Regions from separate parts of the Mus musculus genome. Here all the other regions are linked to region 2. Evidence: chromatin contacts called from public HiChIP or PLAC-seq data. All regions are on one chromosome and are shown on one strand. The core of a region is the stretch at or near the end of the contact, and the rest is flanking DNA. Distances in the headings are between cores, read along the strand shown. Region 1 overlaps Gm42002 (a long non-coding RNA gene). Region 2 has its middle 5.8 kb from the start of Mir7229. Region 3 holds the start of Ficd (FIC domain containing). Region 4 holds the start of Selplg (selectin, platelet (p-selectin) ligand).

The links. HiChIP or PLAC-seq counts read pairs in DNA pulled down with a chosen protein or histone mark.
Region 1: a contact with region 2 is called in an H3K27ac HiChIP or PLAC-seq map of embryonic stem cells, with 5 read pairs. The contact joins two enhancer-like sites. A contact is called at or near these places in 1 of 484 Hi-C or Micro-C datasets (embryonic stem cells) and 4 of 115 datasets of contacts at active chromatin or transcription factors (embryonic stem cells and stem cell-derived neural progenitor cells).
Region 3: a contact with region 2 is called in an H3K27ac HiChIP or PLAC-seq map of embryonic stem cells, with 6 times the contacts expected there. The contact joins the promoter of Ficd here to the enhancer-like site in region 2. A contact is called at or near these places in 2 of 39 promoter capture datasets (cranial neural crest and frontonasal cranial neural crest), 2 of 15 datasets of contacts at CTCF or cohesin (embryonic stem cells and stem cell-derived epiblast-like cells), 3 of 484 Hi-C or Micro-C datasets (bone marrow-derived macrophages and embryonic stem cells), 26 of 115 datasets of contacts at active chromatin or transcription factors (acute myeloid leukemia, bone marrow-derived macrophages, craniofacial prominence and 10 more) and 1 of 9 other capture datasets (macrophages).
Region 4: a contact with region 2 is called in an Esrrb HiChIP or PLAC-seq map of embryonic stem cells, with 8 times the contacts expected there. The contact joins the promoter of Selplg here to the enhancer-like site in region 2. A contact is called at or near these places in 3 of 39 promoter capture datasets (cranial neural crest, liver and second pharyngeal arch cranial neural crest), 1 of 484 Hi-C or Micro-C datasets (embryonic stem cells), 7 of 115 datasets of contacts at active chromatin or transcription factors (bone marrow-derived macrophages, embryonic basal ganglia, embryonic stem cells and 1 more) and 1 of 9 other capture datasets (embryonic stem cells).

The regions. Positions count from the first base shown.
Region 1 is chr5:113,606,542-113,609,398 of GRCm38.p6, reverse strand. All of the region lies in intron 2 of Gm42002 (a long non-coding RNA gene), which reads right to left. Among named protein-coding and RNA genes, the nearest start is that of Gm42002, 4.7 kb to the right of the region's middle. Within about 2 kb of position 1,293, at least 66 of the 459 cell types and tissues checked have an H3K27ac peak or open chromatin away from gene starts, as enhancers often do. A contact at or near this core is called in embryonic stem cells, where this site is marked.
Region 2 is chr5:113,328,932-113,331,680 of GRCm38.p6, reverse strand. No RefSeq gene overlaps it. Among named protein-coding and RNA genes, the nearest start is that of Mir7229, 5.8 kb to the right of the region's middle. Within about 2 kb of position 1,335, at least 5 of the 459 cell types and tissues checked have an H3K27ac peak or open chromatin away from gene starts, as enhancers often do. A contact at or near this core is called in embryonic stem cells, where this site is marked.
Region 3 is chr5:113,734,378-113,737,133 of GRCm38.p6, reverse strand. Ficd (FIC domain containing) reads right to left here and starts at 1,352. Exons shown (of 3, transcript NM_001010825.3): 1 at 1,085-1,352; 2 at 1-313. The coding sequence starts at 262.
Region 4 is chr5:113,829,080-113,831,779 of GRCm38.p6, reverse strand. Selplg (selectin, platelet (p-selectin) ligand) reads left to right here and starts at 1,279. Exons shown (of 2, transcript NM_009151.3): 1 at 1,279-1,431.

The DNA of each region.
Region 1 (2,857 bases), core at 44-2,543, 280 kb before region 2:
CTGAAGAAGAGGCAGGTCTTAGCAAAACCCATTTTAGGGCAGAGGCAAGATACTCCTACGTCTTCGCTATTGGCCTGGATGTGGGTCTAGGGGGTGTCTCTGGACCTGCAAAGTCATGACAGGGGCTGTGGCAAACTCTCAATCTGTCTGTCTGAGAGGAAGATGCCTTTTGAAAAAAAATTAAAAGATCTTTTAGAAGCAAATCGATCCGTGGTGTCTCCAGGAGTGACCTTTCCTCTGTGTCCCTGAAGAGAGCAGATGTGGGGCTTTGCAGACAGCAGGGAAACCCCTCCCCATCTCTGCATCTGGTGCTGCTTTACCTAGGTTCTATGCACCCCCCCCCCAAAGTCACCCTCTCACTGGGCATGGCTGCTCACCTGGGATCCTGGGATCAAAATATTGAAGCAGTGAGAGTTGGGAATTGGAAGGTAGCCAGGGCTACAGAATGACATCTCACTTCAAACACTCCAGCCCAAACCAAGCAAGCAAGTCACCCCTCAGCCTAGAGGCGCCACCATTTCCTCTGAGGCTGCCATTCCATTCAGGTCACAGGTGAGATCTCAATTTTTCTGTACGCATGGCCACCTTTACTTAGCCATGCCTTTAGTAGTCTCCTGTCTGTCCCCTGTTGGGAGGAGAACTCCATCAGGGCAGGGATGTGTGTGTCTAACTTGCCCCGCACCCCCAGAATCCCTAGAGGAGCTCAGCTTGGAAACGCTGCTGCCCACATTTTGCCATCACTGAATAAGCCTCGGTCACCTATGGTTGAAATCTCAAAACACCCCAGTTCCAAAGACTTCCCCTTTGCGTGACACGTGGAGAGGGCGAGGGTCCTCCTGCTTCTACAGGTGTGGAAACCAAGGCCCAGATCATGTAGGTAATGGAGGAGCTATGGTTTTTCCTGAAGCTGTTAGAAGCCCCAAAGGAGAGTAGAGGAGGTTTTCATTAATGGCTTCTGCCTCCCTGGGCCTTCTTTCCTGGCTAGCTGATTTACTGCACCTAGGGAATAGAAGAGCCAGATGCCCCGCCCCAGCCTCTCCCCAGCCCCGCCCCAGCCCTATTGTTTCTCATCTCTTCCAGACCAGGATTCTGTTAAAGGCTTGGCAGGCACGGCCTCGACCACAGACTTCCTGTGCTCATCCTTCTGCTCCAAAGTGGGCATCGGGTCTGTGCTGGCCGCGGATGGTCCTCACACAGGCGGGAGGATCCCTGACGCCCTGAAGCTCTGCAGCCCAGATGTGCTGGGAGAGACAGACCCAAGGCTTCTCTGTGTCCTGGTTTCCACCGCACAGATGCTTGGCTTCTTACAGCAAGCATCTGAATAACGGAGCAGAGCGAGTTTCTGGTTTGATTCCAAATGTTGGGCTGTGGAGCAGGGAGGCAGGAAACAGGGACTGGAGGCCTAAGTGCTTGGCCCATAGTATCCGATGGCTCTTGGTCAGTAGCAGATGTTTACAGCACAAGGCTCTGGTCAGGTACCAATGCCTTCCTGGGGGGATTTACTAGGGATGGGTTTCCAGGTATGGTGAGACGTGGTCAGAAACAGCAACACATCAGCATACAACCTAAGTCACCCCACTTAGATGCCTTCTCTTTATGGATAAGGAAGAAGACACCGGCAGCCATACAGACACTGTCCGTTGGTTTGGGTTGAGTGCTTGTTAGGCTCTGGGGACTCAGCAGAAGGCAGCAATCCTGTTTTGATGAGTCAGTCATACCAAACCGTGTGCTGGCTGCAGCGGTGTGGGAATCCTACCCATACTGTGTGCTGGCTGCAACGGTGTGGGAATCCTAGCTTTGGGGAACCAAGCTATGGCTTTCCTCTCTCAGTACACATTCTGTTTCCTGTTAAGTGAGCCAGGTCCCAAGGCTGAGTGGGGAGAAAGGCTTGTTGGTGGAGAGATAAGACTCCATTCTGGGATGGGAGTGGAGTACAGACTGAATCTGGAATGCAATGCCTGCCCGCCAGCAACTCCCTTCCAGCCCCAAATTCTCAGACTAGGGAGAGGTCTGACCCAATGGCTCCTCTCTCCTCAACCCTTGTGAATGACCACTAGAGGGGAGGCAGGAACTGAAGTAGTGATGGAGAACAAGGGGAGTGAGCTCTCTGGTCCCTTCCCACTCTCACCACAGGGACCACCAGCTTCCCAGCCAGCTGGAATTCAAACCACTATTTTCTGTGAGCTAGAGGGATGGCTCAGTGCCTAAGAGTACTCCTCACTCTTGCCAAGGACCCAGGGCCAATTCCAGACATGCACATGGTGGGTCACAACTGTCCTTAACTCTAGTTTTGATGAATCCTGTGGAGGGTTGGGCGAATGCAAGGCTTTCCCCAAGGCCCTGGTGTACCGAGAAAGAACCAGGAATATACTTGGCAGAGTTGGTTATGGCCTAGGGCCAGAGACTGGAGGGAGTTGTGGCTCCTGATCCTGAGAGATCAGCTTGTCCACTATGTGGGTCTATAATGTTCTTGAGATACCTGGTCCCCGTTGTGCGATGCTGCTGGATTAGCTTCCTGCTGACTTCATCCTAGCGTTTGATAGTTTCTGATGACTCTGTCCCATTTCTCCCCTGGAAATACTGTATAAGGCGCTGTACTTGTTAATAAACTTGCTTGCAGGAGCCATCAGCTTGTGTGAGACTTCTTGGTCTGAGACTTTCCTGACTTTATCCTCTCATCTTCTGGCTACTCCCTGACCCCCATTCAGGACCCGCCCCATGACTATAGGATGACCTGCTGCTCTCTTTTGACCTTCACGGGCACCAGGCACACATGTGGTGCACAGACATCTGTGAGCAAAACACTCATGCACATAACATTTTTTTTTAAAGGTCACTGGTTTCTTTTCAAATAGTG
Region 2 (2,749 bases), core at 86-2,585:
GAAGCACTTAGATTGGGTTGTGTAAATCCTCTGTGCTTGCTGGGCTTCTGTCACTAACAAAATACCTAAGGAAGAAATCACCTGGAAAAGAGGAAAGGCTGATTTTGGCTCTGGGTTTTGGAGGTGTCAGCCCGCACGCGGGGCAGCCAGCCAGCCCCACTGCTTTGCGGTTGCCTAAAAGCCATGGTCATGTAATGGGGTGAAACGGGGTCAGGGGCGGGGAGGAGAGACACTGGCATCTTGCAAAATGTTCATTGAGGGCATGCTCTAATGCCTCTCTCTCAGCCTCACCATTGCCTTCCACCTCGCTGAACTGTGGTCCAAACCTTTAACACTTTGGGATGTAATCGGATCCAAATGGTATCACCCGACAACTTTAGTTGATTTCTCTGTGTGTGAGCTTTATGCTCGTTCATGTGCACACATGTGTAAGCAGACATGTGGAGGCATGTATGGGTTGACCTTAGGTCTCTTCCTCAACCGATTTGAAGCTGGGTCCTTACACTGTATATAGCAAGCTCTCTATAGACTGGGCTGTCTCTGTCTGCAGAAACACTGCCCCCATTCCTCCCCCTACACACAACTTGAATTACCTGTAAATCTGTATGGTTATTAAGGTTGGCTTTTTTTTTTTTTTAAATCAAGACTGAATAGTGTTCCATGTGTATATGTGGCACAATTACTGTTTGGTTCATCTATTGACAACAGTCTGTTGTTTTGAATCCACAGCATTGTGCCCTCTAGGCTATGCAGCATCCCCCAACCCAGCAATAGAATTTAGATGAAAAAGTTTGTCTTAGTTAGGGTTTTATTGTTGTGAAGGGAAACCTTGGACAAGGCATTTAACTGGGGCTGGCTTACAGTTTCAGAGGTTCAGTCAGTCCATCATCGTCATAGGAGGAAGCATGGCATTGTGCACACAGGCATGGTGCTGGAGAAGGACCTGGGAGTTCTACTTCTTGATCCACAGAGTGGGAAGGAGACTGTCTTCTGCAGGCAGCCAGGAGGAGGGTCTATCTCTGGAACACAGCTTCTTTGTGCTGTCGGAAAATGCTTCCCAGATTTCACCTCAGTGATGCTGGTCTCTTCTTAATCATTGCTCATTTCTTAGCTCCAGCTAACCAGCATAATTGTCCCAGCTGTCCCCTCTATTCTTGACTCTAAAGCCAAAGCCAAAGTCACGTAGCCAAAGCTGCGGGAGTTTTGTTGCTTGCTGAGGCTGGGGCATGGCCCACTTGTTCTTTTCTGTTTTTCTAACTCCTTCACTGCTTCAGGTTGTCTGTCCTGGAATTTGCTTTGTTGAGTGACCTTGAACTCTGCATGCTCCTGTCTCCTGAATGCTGTGATTAAAGGCGTGCACTACCATGCTGGGATTTAGGTCTTTCTTTACCTGGAACTTGCTCTATACCAGGCTTGTCTTGAACTCAAAAGATCTGCTTGCCTCTGTCTTCTGGGATTAAAGGCACAAACCATCACACCTGGACCTTTCTTTAATTCCTTTTCATGAGATCTTTAGAAGTTCTGGATTGTAGTTCATTTCAGAGGTAGTCAAGTTGGCAACCAAGAATTAGCACGGCAACATTGTATTTGATGTTTAGACCCCTCGGGAAGTTCCTGGCTAATGATTATGCATTGTCTTCTCTTTTACTGTGAGCCCTTAACCTCAGCAAAAGTTGGTAGCGTGTCAGACTTCCTTGGCTGGGGGGGCAGGGAGGGTCACTCCCAAGTACTTTGCTCTTTGGGATGCTCCTGGGGATGGAATTGGTTTTTTTCTGAATCGCCTATTTACCAACGTAACTAGACGTCTGCACATGGCTGGCTGCGTGCCACTTGAGGTTGAGATGTGTGTGAGTGGTTGAGTGCACTGGTGGGTGGGTGCCACGGAGAAGTCCCACACCCCAACCAAGGTCATGAGGTCTCAAGGACTTGTCACTAGAGTGTCAGGTGACCAGGCTGGCATGCCGCTGTGCTTGTTGTCCCTAAGCCTGAGTGCCTGAGCACAAGCGCACCGTCTGCAGCGAGGACCCTAGAAAGTACACATTGGCTCTGCAGCTGAAGCTGGAGGCAGAGCAGCTCACCTGGACAGTGGAGATCCCTGGGCCTGCAAGTGCCACGCCAGAGGTGCCGACCCTGGACTCTGCTGTTTGGAGCAGGTCACTCTGGGGGCCCTGGGGGGGGGATCTCCAGGAGCTGCAAGGACAGGATTCCCTCTGCTACCTGTGCGTGACCACACCCCGGTCTGTTCTCACTGACACTTAACCCTGGGAAGTCTCTTTTCTCCTCCAGTGTGTTACTGTCTCTGAGGAGATGGCCCGGAGAGGTGATGGCTGAGTCTAGAGACCTTCCTGCATATAAGTCTAAGGACTAGAAAACTCCCAAGACCCCTTCACTCCCCCAGTGCTGATGGTGGAAGTCAGTGACAAGAGCGAGTGGGCCAGGCAGGGGTGGCAGACGGCATGTTGGTGTCGGGGTGGAGAGGCCAGGTGGATGTTCTATGAGAAGCAGTCATGGTCAGGCAATGGCTCTGGGTGCTCACAGAGACCCTTCCTGCTAACAGATCATGAAGGCTCAGGTACTCTTGGACTTCAAGAGTGTATGCCATCTACCATAATAAAAGCTGTGTCTTCTTTCTGAGGGAAGCAGTTTCCAGGCAACCTGCTGGCCACACACACACACACACACACACACACACATGCTTCTGCGCAAGTTGCTTCCCGTGCAAGGTGCCACCAAAAGGTATTTACAGGTT
Region 3 (2,756 bases), core at 103-2,602, 410 kb before region 2:
CCCTGGAGGAGACACTGAGCTCTGTGCATAGGCTGGTGCACTTGGGGACCACAGGCTGTGCCCTGTCCAGTTTGCTCCTGAGCAGGTGGAAACCTCTGAGCACAGCCAGGCAATGCTCTTCCACAACTCCCAGCGGCAGCAGCAGAGCCAGCAGCGACCCCAGAGCCATGCTCAGCAGCGCCATCCACAGGAAACGGCCCCAGACGGAGACCCATTTGGGTTCGGCCACTGCCACCACCGACGCCATTGGCATGAGTATCATCTGGACTGAGGGCTGGGCCCAGAGCACTCGACACAGAGGAAAAGCTGGACCCTGCAAGGAACCAAGCATTGTAAAAGAATGAGGCAGTGGGAGTGGACCCGTTCCCAGATGGAGAGACCAGACACAGAATCGTCACACTTTCTAATTCATTAGGGACCACGGAAATGGGGGAGGGGTCTCATGGTGCAGGGCCAGCCTGGGAAGATTCATCCTAACCCATAGCTCCTCCGGGGTAGAGTGATAGGACTCTAATGCATTTATATATATTAACTTTCATAATCTCAGCCTACAACCCCAGGAGGTGATGTTTCCACACCGCCCTCCCCAGAGGAGATGCAATCAGAACTCAGAAAAGTGAAGTCGGGGACTTTTCAGCCCCCCTCTTAGTCCACTAGTCCACCACAAGCGACTATTGCCACAGGACACCTAGTGTTTGGGCTGTAACTCCTGCATACGCCCCTGGACACACACCACAATCTTCGATAAGGACAAATGTCTGGTGTCCTGATGTTACCATATGAATACCGACAGCCTCGGTGACCAATGTTGTGTCCCTTCTGCCCTTCCTTCCCTGGCTTGTCCATCATAGACAGGGAAACCCAAGGCCTGGCCAACAACAGTGGGTGATGATGCCCTACCTCAGCGAGGGCGAACACAAGCTTGGGGGCTGGCGGGGGATGGGGGGGGGGAGCGAGGGATCAGGTATGCAAATGCCATCTTGCCAACAATAAGCATTTATTGGGCAACTATGGTGTGCCGGACACTGCGCTGCCGGCCAGCCTTGCACGCTGTCAGCCCCCTTGCGAAGAGCGAGCAAGCTACCTGTAGCTCCCGGTTTACAGATGAGGGATGACGCCGTTCTGACAGGCGGCGCCGGAGCTCCGGGGCCTGACCCGCCACGTCATCACTTCGCGCGGCCTGTGCAGCGGCTCGAGCCCAGCAGACTTCGGCTTACTCCCGAAGCGGGGGGTGGGGTGGGGGGTGGAATGAGGCTGCCGCGAGCTCCCGCTACGAACCGGCCCAGGGCTCGTGCCCGCCTCCAGCATCCAAACCCGCGCGGCCGTTCCCCGCAGCCGCGGTCGCAGGCCCCGCCCCCACCACCTCGCCCCGCTCCCGTCGCCTCGCCATTGGACGGACGGCCGCCCTTGCCGCGGCGGATTGGCTGTCTCGACTTGTCCATCCGCCGCGCTTCCGGGTTCTAGAGCTAGCTAGAGCATCCCCCCGGGAAAGGCGCGCCGTGTGCCGCTTCCATTGGCTGTCGCTTGTGTGCATGGGGCGGGGTCGAGGCCACCGGCTAGGGCGAGCATTTGCGTCCTGTTTTCCCGTCCCAGCATCTGCTACCTTCCTGGGCCTCCACCTAGGCTCTGTGTGCTTCAGTTTCTCTGGTGTGCAATGGCAGTAGCCACATCACCAAACGTTTCCCACTTCTTAGTCCCGGTTTCACCGTTTGTCCCTTTTCTTTACCCCCTTTCTTGTCCTCTCTAATCTACTTTTGTTTTTGAGATGGCTTCGCACCGTGTAGACCAGGCCTGGCTAGGAATTAATTCACGGTGTAGCCCAGGTTGGTCGGGACTTACTGTGTAGCCCGAGCTGGCTTAGTATTCAACCCGGGTCATTTTGAGCCAACATGCCCTCCTGACCTTTTTTAGTTTGCATTCTCTGGAGCGGCTGGCTATGGCTTTTTGTTTACCAAATTAAGTTTTCTTTGGTGCAGAGGGCAGGGCTCCCATCTCAACCCACAAATATTGAACCGGAAGCTCCCAGGGCCTGCTTTGAGAGGTTACTGGGCACACTCTGGAGTCAGACGGCCCACAGATTCAGATTTTTGCCCTCAGTCTCTTGTGATCTTGGATCAGTTTTCTCAACGGCAGAATGGGACAACAGCTCACATCTCTTAATTAAAAAAAAAAAAAAAAGTTCGTGTGCGCGCACGTGCACAGAGATCAGTTTGCAAACCTGGGCTTTCTCCTTCTACCATATGGGTTTGTGGATTGAACGCAGGTCACCAAGTTTGGCTCCTACCTGCCTTAGCCCTCAGGTTCTGGATTTGGGACTCTTTTCATGGAGCCACACAGCCCTGGGTTCGCATCCCAGCTCTGCCACTAGCAGACTGACTTGGTGGTGTCAATCTACTTTACTGATCTGTCACCTGCAGGTAGCTTAAATTGGTCTGGGACTCACTGTATAGGCCAGGCTAGCCCCAACCTCCCGCCTCTGCCTCTGCCTTCTGAGTGCTGGGATTAGAGGCATATACCACCAAATCCGGTTTCAGCCTGCTTTCTTATAGAACCCCCTGACCAGCCCAGGGATGGCTCCACCCACAATGGGCGGGGCCTTCCCCCATCAATCATTAATTAAGAAAATGCCCTACAGTTGGATCTTATGGAAACATTGTTCTCAATTGAAGTTCCTTTCCCTCCAGATAACGCTAGTGCGGTGATTCTCAACCTGTGGGCCATGACCCCACAGGGCTCTCATATTAGCTATTTACATT
Region 4 (2,700 bases), core at 30-2,529, 500 kb before region 2:
TACCTCATCTATCTCACCTCATCTCCTGCCTGACCCCGTAGCTCACCCTGGAGTGTCGCTTTTACTGGAGGGTATGTGGTCATGGTCTACCAGCCTGTTTACTGGCTGGCCTCACCATCCCATGGACAAGGGGGATTGTATGAGACCAAGGCTGCTGATCAACCTGAGATACAGGCAAAGGAAATCTGTTGGGCAAAGGAACAGATAAGGGAGAAATCCATTGGGGAATGACCCTCCCTGTCTGGCGAGTCCTTGACTGTTGGATTTTTCATGGAGCAGTTAAGACAGGGTCTTACTTTTTTGTTGGTTTGGTTTGGTTTGGTTTTTTGGTTTTTTGAGACAGGGTTTCTCTGTGTAGCCTTGGCTGTCCTGGAACTCACTCTGAGATCAGGCTGGCCTCAAACTTAGAAATCTGCCTGCCTCTGCCTCCCAAGTGCTGGGATTAAAGGTTCGAGCCACCACTGCCTGGCGAGTAACTTTAGCCCAGGCTAGCCTCAGACCCACAGTACTCTTCCTGCTTTGGCATCCCCACCACTAAGATTAAAAGTGAGAGCCACTACACCCAGTTATGTAGAACCCTGTGAGAGGAAAAGCCTCGTAGCCCCAGAGAAAGGAGGATCCTGAGGCCAAGCTGAGCTGTGGAGACGTGGAGAGGTTGGGGAGTATGCACAAGAATGCATGTGACTCACACACAAGCACATGTACAAACACACGTGTACATGCATGCACACACGTACACAAATGTGCATATACACATGTATACACACATGCACACATGAGCATGCACATGTACAAATGCATGCACATACACACATGAGCATACACATGTACAAATGCATGCACATACACACATACATACACACATGTGCACACAAGCACACACGTGTGCACACACCAGCATGCACACACACAAAAAACACTCTATGCATAAGCTCCAAAAAGGTGGGTGATTTGCAGTTCCTGCCCCTCTGCCTCCCATTCTCCATCTCCATTGAGACCCTCCCTCCCTTCTGTCTGGCCTTTGCCTCCATGGCAGGGGTTCTCTCTGGTTGCCTCTCTCCAGTTGCCCATAGAACAAGGCTGTGACTCTTCTCTGAGGTCTCATGTAGAGGTCCCCTCACAGTAAGCACCCCCCATACCTTCCTTGAACTTTCAAGATTGTTATCAGTCCCAACAAACCGCCATCACACTGCCCACCCAGCTTTAATCAGACTTGTCACCAAAGCTGTCACAAACAAGGGGGTGTGGGCGCGTCACGTGACCAGCCTGAGTAACCTCATTCTCGCTTCCTTCTTCCACACCCTGCCGTTGGGGGTTGGCGGGCAGATTGGGACCACAAGTGTCTGGCAGTGTGGACTGGGGCCCTGTCACTGAGGCAGAGTCGTTTGCTTCTGGGCCCTGAGGCAGCTGCCCCATGCTCTGTTGGGCACGGTAAGTCTGATTCGAAAAACCATGGGGAGTGGCTGGGGGCCCAAGGGACAAGGAGCCCGCCTTTGCAAGGTGCCTGGGCCCTTGTGAGTGGTGCTGACGTTCTGGGCCGAGGTCTCCCAGGAGACTTGGGCTTCTCCATCCTTAGCTGAAAATGCTCAGCTACTGCCTGTTTACCAGGCTGGCCTTGCAGTCTCTGTGTGGAGGCTCAGAGAAGCCCGGGTCCTCTGCCCTGAAACTATCCCACCCTTCCTCTCAACTGTGGGAAGCTCAAGGCCAGAGCTGAGACTGAGTCTGGACGAGTCGTGGAGTTTGTCTCAAGGTTGTTAAGGCATGAAACATTCTTTGGGATACTCTCTCTCTCTCCTCCTCTTCCCTCCCTCCCTCCCTCCCTCCCTCTCTCTCAAATCAGATATGGTCTCCATTTGTTCATAGGCTAGCCTGGAACTCTATGTAGCCCAGGCTAGCCTCTTGCCTTGGCCTCATGCTAGGGTTATATAGGGTTATATAGGTTATATGCACCACCATACCAGCCTTCTTGGATCTAAATTTTTATTTTCATTTATTATTATTTATTAACTATTATTTGCATATGAGCATATGGCATGGGCACTTGTGCGCATGAGCAGGCACATGAGTGTTATGCAGTATGTGTGGAGGTCAGAGAATAACTTGGGGGAGTCAGTTCTCTCCCACAGTGGGTTCTGGGAACTGAACTCAGGTCAGCAGGCTTCCCCAGCAAGCACTTTGACCCTCAGAGCCATCCAGCCTCCACTTTAATCCCTTTTTTCTTATTTATTTATTTATTTATTTATTTATTTATTTATTATATGTAAGTACACTGTAGCTGTCTTCAGACACTCCAGAAGAGCACATCAGATTTTGTTACAGATGGTTGTGAGCCACCATGTGGTTGCTGGGATTTGAACTCAGGACCTTTGGAAGAGCAGTCGGCAATCTTAACCGCTGAGTCATCTCACCAGCCCTGCCTTTTTTTTTTTCTTAATTAAATCAGATTGAGAAAACAGTACTTGTTCATAGGAAATTGTTTTTTTAAGTTGGTATTATCATTATCATTGCTATTATTTTATTATTATTATTAATTTTTTTCGAGACGGGATTTCTGTGTAGCCCTGGCTGTCCTGGAACTCACTATGTAGACCAGGCTAGCCTCAAACTCAGAAATCCACCTACCTCTGCCTCCCAAGTGCTAGGATTAAAGGCCTGTGCCACCACTGCCTGGCTTAGTCTTATTATTTTTAAAAGTTTTAT